Linked DNA regions of Zea mays: region 1 is linked to region 2. A link is a contact called in public Hi-C data. All regions are on one chromosome and are shown on one strand. The core of a region is the stretch at or near the end of the contact, and the rest is flanking DNA. Distances in the headings are between cores, read along the strand shown.

Evidence for each region. Hi-C and Micro-C count contacts between places; a contact is called where the count stands out from the background.
Region 1: a Hi-C map of leaf shows a contact between it and region 2, with 2.5 times the contacts expected there. The contact joins the promoter of LOC100282953 here to the promoter of LOC100502297 in region 2. A contact is called at or near these places in 7 of 25 Hi-C or Micro-C datasets (bundle sheath, ear, endosperm and 2 more).

Annotation. Positions count from the first base shown.
Region 1 is chr9:11,659,096-11,664,105 of Zm-B73-REFERENCE-NAM-5.0, forward strand. It overlaps LOC100282953 (40S ribosomal protein S17-like), which reads right to left and starts at 2,312. Exons shown (of 1, transcript NM_001291552.2): 1 at 1,638-2,312. The coding sequence starts at 2,224. The coding sequence ends at 1,796.
Region 2 is chr9:11,457,092-11,462,380 of Zm-B73-REFERENCE-NAM-5.0, forward strand. LOC100502297 (root-specific kinase 1) reads left to right here and starts at 2,637. Exons shown (of 4, transcript NM_001349038.1): 1 at 2,637-3,206; 2 at 3,297-3,432; 3 at 3,550-3,686; 4 at 4,196-4,995. The coding sequence starts at 2,820. The coding sequence ends at 4,861.

The sequences.
Region 1 (5,010 bases), core at 1,062-3,561, 200 kb after region 2:
ATATATATATATATATATATATATATATATATATATATATATATATATATATATATATATATATGAACACCTACACTGTACCCAAATAATAAACGGTGGAACAGATTGAACTAAGAATCCAGAGGACCCGAATGCTACCACACCGAGTGGAGTACTGGAGTCTAAAAACTAAGGCAACCGTTCCCAGCGAGAGTCTAGTTCCAACCTGAAGCCAGTGAGACAGGTCTCACCTACCAAACCTGCCCAGAGGAGCACCTCTTTTCAATTCTTGCTGGATAAAATGAATTATGAGGCTTGTTGATATAAAAATGGGCGATAGTTTTCCATCAGTCCAGAACAGGCAGGCCCCCCATTGTCATATTCAACATCTGCTGGCCAACAGAAATGAAGGCAGCAGGTTATTTCACATGTATGCCTTGTGAAACTAATGAGGCCGAGATTCACAAAAAAAATCTAGAAGGTGTCCAAAATACAGCATCACTACACATAAATTTCAGTGATCAAAGAAAACAGGTGGATAAAATTACAATTAGGATTGATTTGGTGACAAGGGGATCACGGGTCACCAAATCAGCCCTTAGAGCTAATGAACTAATTTCTCCCCCAATCCCCTCCAACCCTGTGATCCCTGGTCACCAAATCAGCCCTTAGAGCTAGTTTATAACTCAAATCCCCTCCGGGATTGGAAGGGATTGAGGGGAAAATAATCCTAGAGAGGATTTGAATTTCAAAACTAGCCCTTATAGATTTAAGAAGCAGCAAGTTGAACAATATTAATAAAAAACAGTAGAAACATTCTACAACAACATCTACTGACGAGGCTTTGTGTGGTTACATTAACAAATTCTCAAATCAAAGTACTAATAAACATTCCATTGAATATACTTCAAACGTATGCTACAAAGAAGGACAGAGAAAAGCACATATAATTCAATTCGCATGACATACAAACAAACAATATATATTGGTATTCAAGGGAAAAATCACTTTATCGTTGTTCTAACAGATCACTATTTACTTCTATATCATAGGAACGTTTCAGCCTTTAACAATGAGTTTAAAACCAAGTTATTTAAACAACTACATCAATAGAACACAATTAAAACAAGCCAAGTTTCCTATAGAAACAAAGAAATGAATAGACCACACAGTGCTGACAACATGGAGGACAAGAATACGACAAATATGAAAGTGAAAAATGCTATAATCTGAAGTTGTTGTAATGCTACAGAGTAAACCCAATTTCAAGTAATAAAGAAAGAGTTCAGTAGAGGCTAACAGATATTGCCAATTCAGTACACTAAAAATGTACTAGTTGAATTGAAAATGCATAGCTAAAGTTTCATTGGATTGATAAGACTTCATCGACCGACCCAGATCATATTGGCTCTAGCTAACAGCCAAACATCTAGGCAGCATTGAACTGTATAGCAAATGAATGAAAATAAAAAGAAATTTAATCTGCACAGTACACAATGAACCTAACAGCAACACCAAATTTGAATTACATTTAAAAGCATGCAGCATAGATACAAATCCCTATGTCGCATGCACATATTCAAGATAACTAGCAGTCAAATAAAAAAATATGAGCATCTCATAGTAACTTATAAAGCGCAAGAATATAAATTATCATGTTCATCACACGCAGAACCAAACACTTCAGAATTTATACCATAACAGGCAAGTTCAAAACTTAACCGCCACAGATGCAACCAAAGATCTAAAAGAAGTTTAGCATAGTAGGACAACAACTACGAATAGCAGTGCGATCAAGAGGCAACCACCGCGAAGTCTAAACGCGGTCACGGCGGGGACCACCGTACTGCGGGCGGCCGTAGGCGGGGGCGTTGGAGACCTCAGCCTGGCGCTCAACGCCGGGCAGGTCGGCCATGCCGAGGGCAGCGAGCATCTCCATGGTCTCCTTGTCGACGCGGATCTCTTCGACCTCGAGCGCGGACTTCTCCGGCACGAAGTCCATGCGGCGCTCGCGCTCCTCCTCCTGCAGCTTGAGCGAGATGCCGCGGACTGGGCCGCGCTGGATGCGGCGCATCAGGTGGGTACTGAAGCCAGCCACCTTGTTGCGGAGGCGCTTCGAGGGCAGAATCGAGACCTCCTCGAGCACCTTCTTGTTGGTGTGGAAGTCGAGGGTCATGCGGGAGTAGTACTTCTCGATCACCTGCCTGGAGGTCTTCTTCACGGTCTTGGTGCGGACGCGACCCATGGTGGCTGCGGCGGCGGCGCGCTGGGGCAGGTGGCGGTGGCGGCGGCGGCGGCTGGGGTAGGCTTGGAGGAGAGAGAGTGGAGCTACTTATAGCAGAGGCGGTCGAGTTTGGGCTAGGGTTTCGCTATTTGTTGTGGATCTGAGCTATTCATTTGATATGGGCGGACAGATATAGATGGTGCGAGTGTTGGGCTTTGTTGCCTGGCCTGCTTGTGTCGGAGCTTTGGAATTCTTTTTGGCCCATCAGTTCATACCGGGTTATGTTTGGTTATTTCAATTCTATATATATCAGGGTTTTCGATTTGCTCTCGATCCATATGAATTGAGTGGGATTTGGTGAGTTTAAATCCCAAACAAGTCAAACTTTCTTAATTTTTTTCTAATCTCATACAATCCATGTATAATAGGAATAATCGAATAAGACCTAAATTGTAGTGTATTGGAATAAATAGGGATAGATTTTGACTTACTATGGATTTAAACCAACTCAATATTACGCAATCCATATGGATTAAGGGTGAAACGAATAAGCACCTTGTTCGGTTATTCCAATTTCATGTGGATTGGGGTGGATCGGAGGATTTTGACTTATTATAGATGGGTACAGGTTCACTGTTGATCTCAAGTTTGATCTTTAGATCACTTGAAAGGGGTTGAGTGTAACCCTTAACCAAAAGAGGTCACCACAACGTAGAGTAGGCATTGGCCGAACCACGGTAAAAATCGTTGTGTCACATTTTCCTTTCACTTATTACGATTACTATCTTCTTGGGTTCTCCACTCTCTTGCAATATTGATTCTAAGTTTAATACACATCTTAAAGAAGTAATCAAGAGAAGAGTTCTCTCTCCATCTATCTTCTCATCCTTTGCTAGATTGGAACTGATTTGGATAATCTGCCAAGAAAGTATGTCACCACTTTGCTAGATTCCCATCTAAGTGCATGGATGCTGCCCCATCGTAACCCATAGAGTTGTAGGAATGCTGAAAATGGCGAAGTAAATTGTGACACTTGTCGATCCAAGCAGCATCAAATGAAGGGAACGGCATCTTTGGAAGGATGTGGTGAGGTGAAGTGTCTTTCTTTGACTGTTCATGTGTTGATTTGTGGCGTGTATTGAAGAAGTTTCAGCCTTGTTGACGCTCTCGCCTTTTGCAAGCACATTGGTAAACGGTGCCTCCTCCTCAAAGACCACTGATGAGACAGACCAATACCAACAGATTTTGCTTCGCCCTCAAATTGCCTGAGTGCCAACTGTGACACTCCTTGTCCGATACGCTTGACCGGTTGAGCAATGAACTACCTGCTCTGCGAAGACGAACCTGTTGGAAAATATGCTCGCCACTGGATCCCATCACGCCGCCACCGTATCAATGCTTTTGTCGTTCTGTTCCTTCTGCAATATATTCGTTTCGGTGAGAGAGTGTAAGAGGTTTTACACTCACTAGAGGCTTGTTTGGGTTTAAGACTGACTCCAACAAGATACTTTAAAAGCTTCTGTACCATAATATAGAGGATCAAACGGTTCTCTACGCTCTCTAGCAGTGTCCTCTTAACGATCCTCTATCCATTTGAATAGGACGGGATGGGATGGGACGATCCCTCAAATTAGGTTGTTTGGTTCTGGGTCAAGGGTTGGGACAGTACTATCCTGTGTTGTCCCCTGTTGTCCCTCAAAATTGGAGGGACGAGAGAGGACGTCAGGGGACGATCCCGTCCTAGCTGTCCCACAACCAAACACACCCTAAATTTAGAGGACACTGCTGGATTCTCTATATATAGAGTTTTTCTAGACGACCCTCTATCCATTTGAATACTTAAAATAACTGGTTTAGCAAAACTAAAATATGTATAATACATTTGAGAGTATGATAAATACGTATGTACAAAAGTAAAAAATGTCTTTAATATAGATATTTACGTATATAGGACGTGATTTAGAGGATGTTGTTAGAGAGGAAAAAAATATAGAGGATGAAATCTTTTAGAGAAGATTGTAAAAGACGAATATAGAGAATGAATATAGAGGACGTTGCTGTCCAGCAACCTAAAGATATCAGAGAAGATTGAATGAGTTAAAAAATCTTGTTGCTATTGAATTTTAAATAGCCGGTGAGGTCGTTCGGCGGTAGGAACTAGGAACTTACTTAGCTCCGTAGAGGGTGAGAGCCATGACCATCAGGCCGACTAGCGCCGCCGCCGCTCCAGCCGCGACCTTGGTGATGAGGAGGCGCAGGAACCCCTGGATCGGCCCGTCTCCGGCGACGACGGCACCACCGCCACCACCCTCGCCGCCGGCGCGGCGGTGCGCGACGATGATCAGCGTCATCCCTGAAAAGAACGGCGTTTATCATCCGCTTCATTTCCGAAGATCTCCTTGGATCGGGCTCAGCTATAGCCCTCTCAGTCAAGACATGCTTTATCCGGCACATTGATTTCTTTACCTAAAATTATGCAAACCAAAAAAGATGTTAAACGTCAGTTATAGAAAAATAAATAGCATGAGGAGAAACATATGATATGACTGACGCACAGTGATGAGAAATGCAGTGCGCATCAACAAGAACATTGTTTGTTCACATAGATGGGGGGAGGGGCATTTCTCCTTGGTACATTCTTAAAATGTTAATGATTATTTTTGCATGTCGAGGTCACCTTGCACATGCTTCTGATATTTTGTTTTTAATGGTTATGATGCTCCACAGCCAAAATTTAGTTCTCAACTGTTTCTGTATATGCCGGGAGGATACTAATGTTTTAGTTGTTATGAACCGCTGTCTTTTGA
Region 2 (5,289 bases), core at 1,387-3,886:
ATCAGACAACATGGCAGCACGACGTTCCACATCTCCTTTTCAGCTGTAAACGGCGGCGACCTTCCCTCTCTCTCTCTCTCTCTCTCTCTCTTTTTCATCATATTGTCGACCGAGTGTAGCTAGAGTCTTACCACTTTATTACTGCGGACTGCTGCGTTTAATTAACTTATGGTTACCATGCATAGACACCAAGTAGTGGAGTATTCTTTCTTCGCATCTTTTCTGCAATTCTTCTTCCTCTTCTTCTTTTTTTTTTAGAGAGCGAGCGAGAGAGATAGGAGCTAGTTTCTTCTTCTTTTCTTATTAGAGAGCAACGAGGCAGTCGAACAGGCTTGAGCGACTCCAACAACTTCAATGCAGTGCAACCACTACTGTTACGTACGTCCCGCGTCCACGGGATTACGGAAATAAACCTGTTCCAAAAGAGACATGTGAAACCGACTCCGATCTATCTGGTCAGACGGCGCGTGTACACGTAACACTCGGCCCAGGTGTGACGCGTCTGTACCTTCCATGCATGTGTAAATCGAGCTTAGCTCAGTCAGGATAGAGTGCTAGACTAAAATTTTGTAGTGTGCCCAGTGAATTCCTTCTCGCTTAATAATTAACGAAGAGGCCAACACTCAACAGGGTGTAGTTCCAGAGAGTCTTTGGAGAAAAAAACATACAACGACAAGGCCGGACGGTTCGGGTCTTCGCTACCAGTCTACCACTCGCTCGGATTTTTTTGAGCACGTGAAGTGGCCTCTGTATTAGAACAGGTAGAGCCTGCTTCTCTTCTAGATCAATTATTATTATGCAGCTAATCCAGGGAACCGAACAACAACGCACGAGGAGATTGAATAAACGGTGACACAGGAAGACACAACCGAACCAACCGACGACGAAAGCACCCGCTACCGTGTGACGAAAAAGGCAATGGAAGTGTCTGCGCTGCGCCTGCGTGGCTGCGTGCACCAGCAATAATAGCGACAAAGATCGAGTTCTAAAACAAATCAAACGGGTCGTTAGTTGCGCCTGCAAGTACGAGCTGTTAAGTTGTTGGCGCCTAGCACGTACGACCCCGTCCACCGTAGATTCCATACACTGCCCTGCCCTACCCTACCGTATACCAGGCATATAAAACCGAGAAAAACAAATAGTACACACACCATAACATGCCCTACCACTCCGATAAAGAACGGGTCCGGTTCCGTCCACAGGCCAGTTGTTGGCGCGTCCTCTTCGGCTACGACGACGACCGAGCCAGGCTGCGCCAATCGGTACCGTTATAAATACAAACCTCTCACTTAAAACCAAATAGTTTTTTATTTGTCGCAATTTAGTTCAAAAATAAACTAACGGACGACAAATACTCAAGAACAGAGGTTGTACAATCTCCATACGTAAGAGCTGTACATGCTTATGTAGCGAGTCATGCATGGAAGGTCATAGAAGGTAACGGACGGGCTTTTTCTTAAACCTTCGTTATCCTAGCTGATGATCACTCACACTGAAAGCGACTTCCACCAATCACCACCGAACAATCTGGCTAGGTCATTCCAATTACCAACAATAATAAGCACAAACCCTCACCTGACTTTTATGGAGCTCAATGGATGCACACTAGCTAAATTACTCTCTTATGTACCAATAAGATCGCTAGCCAAGCGGATTTTAAGCTCTCAACTCTCTCGCTAGCCAGTGATTGTATCTCACACTCGATATGGGTCGCTTCATCGATTAAATTGGGCCAGAGCACTAGTATAGCCCATTTGGCGGCGTATTTATTAGAACCCTTCACTGGATTGTGTAAAGCTTCAAATGTTACTATATGGCTTAAAACGGTCGAAAAGGGTGTGGTACAACCGACTTAATGAATACCTTCTCTAGAATGGATGCACTAACGATGATTATTGTCCATGTATTTTTCATGAAAAGTTCCAAATGAGATTTTGCATTATATCTACTTAAGTTGATGGTATGCAATCAACTAAAAAAAAAGAGTTCAAGTTTAAGGATATGGCCTAAATTTACCAAATTTTTTTTTTGCTTAGGCTTACATATTTAGCACCTTTTGACTAGACTTTTAATACATCAACCTGACAATATCTGGAAAGTAATAGAAAATTTTAATATGGACAAATCATATCTCTCTATTGTCATCCAGTCCTTAGAAATAGGGACCAATCATATTAGACAACGAGATTTTGGACAAAAAAAATATAGGGCATGGATTTCCATGCATCAATGTTATATTGGAGCACTTATCTATCTCATTTTTGTACTACTTCACAGTTTGTTTTACTTTATTCGTAAAAACTCGCAACCAAATACATCATGGATTCGCACATCAGCGATCACCAACGCCATATGATACGTTTCACGGAGCTTTCACCGGCTAACTAACCCACCCCAGCCGGGCCGCGGGCCGGCATCACCAATGATTCAAGCACTCGCTCCTAATTAAATGACCTCCCGAATTAGCGATTAACCTCCCGGTCCCGGCTACTACACACAAAGTCAAAAAGGCGACGCTTCCCCAACCTTCACCCACCTCGAAGTCGAAGCCACGCCTTTCCACGCCCGCACAAAGCCGCTGCCTGCTCGCCCTTTATATACCCTGCCACCACGCCGTGCCTCCGTGTCCTCCGCCTCGCCACTTCGCCAGCGCCAGCGACCGACACCTTCTCTAGGCCCATTCCAAGGCTCTCCTCACCGCTGCTAGCTCCCAGGCTGCTCAGAGCGCCGGCCGACGAGCGTAGCGCTCCGTGGTCCGTGCGGCGCTCGAGGACGTACGGTACGAGATCGACGACGCGGGTGGTTCCGACTCGGTCGTCATGGGGCTGAGGGAGAGCTTGTTCGGGTGCTTCGGGGCCGGCGGCCAGGAGCAGGGGCAGGAGCCCGCGGCGGCGGGGCCGGCGAGCAGGCGCCCCGGCGGCGTTGGGAAGCGGACGCTGCGGCGGCTGAGCACGGCCAACCTGCGGTCCCTGTCGCTGCAGGACCTGTCGCGGAAGCTGGAGACGACGAAGCTGCACGCCTTCACGCTGGACGAGCTCAAGGCCGCCACGAAGAACTTCTCCACCACCAACTTCCTCGGCGAGGGCGGCTTCGGCCCCGTCTACAAGGGCTTCGTGGACGGCCGCCTCCGCCCGGGCCTCCAGCCGCAGCACGTCGCCGTGAAGTACCTCGACAGCGACGGCGTCCAGGGGCACCGCGAGTGGCTGGTGCGTCACGTCCCCCCACTTTTCCCTCCTCTAATGAATTGAATCTGACGAACCCTGATCTGATCTGGTTGCGCTGCCTTGTTTCGCCAGGCGGAGGTGGTGTACCTCGGGATGCTGAGCCATCCGCACCTGGTCAAGCTGGTGGGCTTCTGCAACCAGGACGACCACCGGATGCTGGTGTACGAGTACATGCCGGGGCAAAGCCTCGAGAGCCATCTCTTCAAGAGTAAGCTACCATACATTCGCCTGCTACCACACCACACCACACAGCCTTTTTTTTGTAATTTGGACTGGACGCCACAGACTATTAACAGCAGCTCCTGCTACATGTGTCTGCCTGCAGATCTCCTCGCGTCGCTGCCGTGGTCGACGCGGCTCAAGATCGCCGTCGGCGCGGCCAAGGGGCTGGCGTTCCTGCACGAGGCCGAGACGCCCGTCATCTACCGCGACTTCAAGGCCTCCAATATTCTCCTCGACTCGGTAATAAAGAAGCCCGCCTCACCAAGTCCAATCTCTTCTCTTCTTCCCCCCCACCCACCCCCCAGCATCAACCACATTGGATGCTTTATTAGTCCTTGTCACACTCTATATTTTTTATTTTCGCTATAACTAAATTGTTTCTTACCAACACGCCCAACAACCGTGCTAATTGCATGCTCGCACGTTGTCAAACTACCGTTCCGTGCCGAAGCCTCGCTTCTTTATAGAATTCCCGTTCTGGAATAGTAGACGTACACTCCTGCTCAAAATCCGATTTGTTTTGCACCTACCGACAAATTAGTAGTAGCAAGCAAACAAAAACCTCTGTTTTTTTTCTTCTTTTATCCTAGACGCCGGCCCAACCTAGCTTGAAAATTATAGTGCTGTGATTAGTTCGGATTTTTGGAACGTGATGCTTTTGTAGCAACAAGTTGGCGAAACGCAACCAACAAACAACTGTTGCTGACCTCGAGTTTGTCATATGGATGTGGTGGTGAATTCATTTCCAGGACTACACGGCGAAGCTGTCGGATTTCGGGCTGGCGAAGGAGGGGCCGCAGGGGGACGCGACGCACGTGACGACGCGGGTGATGGGCACGCACGGGTACGCGGCGCCCGAGTACATCCTGACGGGCCACCTGACGGCGAAGAGCGACGTGTACAGCTTCGGCGTGGTGCTGCTGGAGCTGCTCACGGGCCGCCGCTCCGTCGACAAGAGCCGGCGCGGGCGCGAGCAGAACCTCGTGGACTGGGCGCGCCCCTACCTCCGCCGCGCCGACCGCCTGCACCGCTTCATGGACCCGGGGCTGGAGATGCAGTACTCGGCGCGCGCCGCGGAGAAGGCCGCCGGGGTGGCGCACCAGTGCCTGCAGAGCGTGCCCAAGGCGCGCCCCACCATGCGACACGTCGTCGACGCGCTCGAGCCGCTGCTGGCGCTCGACGACGACGTGCCCATGGGCCCGTTCGTGTTCACGGTCGGTGGAGCCGCCGCCGAGGCCGAGGCCGCGCCGGCGCAGGCCGGTGTCGCCGGCGACGACAATGCGGACGCGGAGGCGGCCGGCAGGCAGGGCAAGAGGCACGTCATGTCGGCCGTCCACGCGGAGAGCCCACTGCGGAGCCGGTACGCCAGCGCCGTGAAGAGACCAGAGAGCCCGCCGACCCTGAGCAGGGCATGAGTGCCATTGCAAATTTGCAAGTGTACATAGCTCGCTGACAGATTGCTCATGGATTCTTTTGTTTTTTCCTCCTGTTTTCTTGGTGATGCTGTCAATTCGTTCTCTCAAGAATTTCAAGGGGGAGAGTTTTGTGTTTCAGTTTTTTTTTTGTTGTGTTATCATTGATACATTGACGAGAATACCTCAAGTTGCGAGAGGTGTTTGTGTACCGAAAGCTGGAGGCAACATGTGTACTCTTGCAAACGATGATCAAAGAAACATTGGCATCGTTCCTCTTTGTGTATGAATGCGCTCAGATCATGGTTGGAGCCTGGAGGCTGGTAGGTAAGAAACCACAAAGGCTTTCGCTTTTGACCTAGAAATGAGGTGGTCCAAGGACACATGTGGGCCATGTGGCCGAGCACGAGAGCACTAGCCTGTATTTTCTC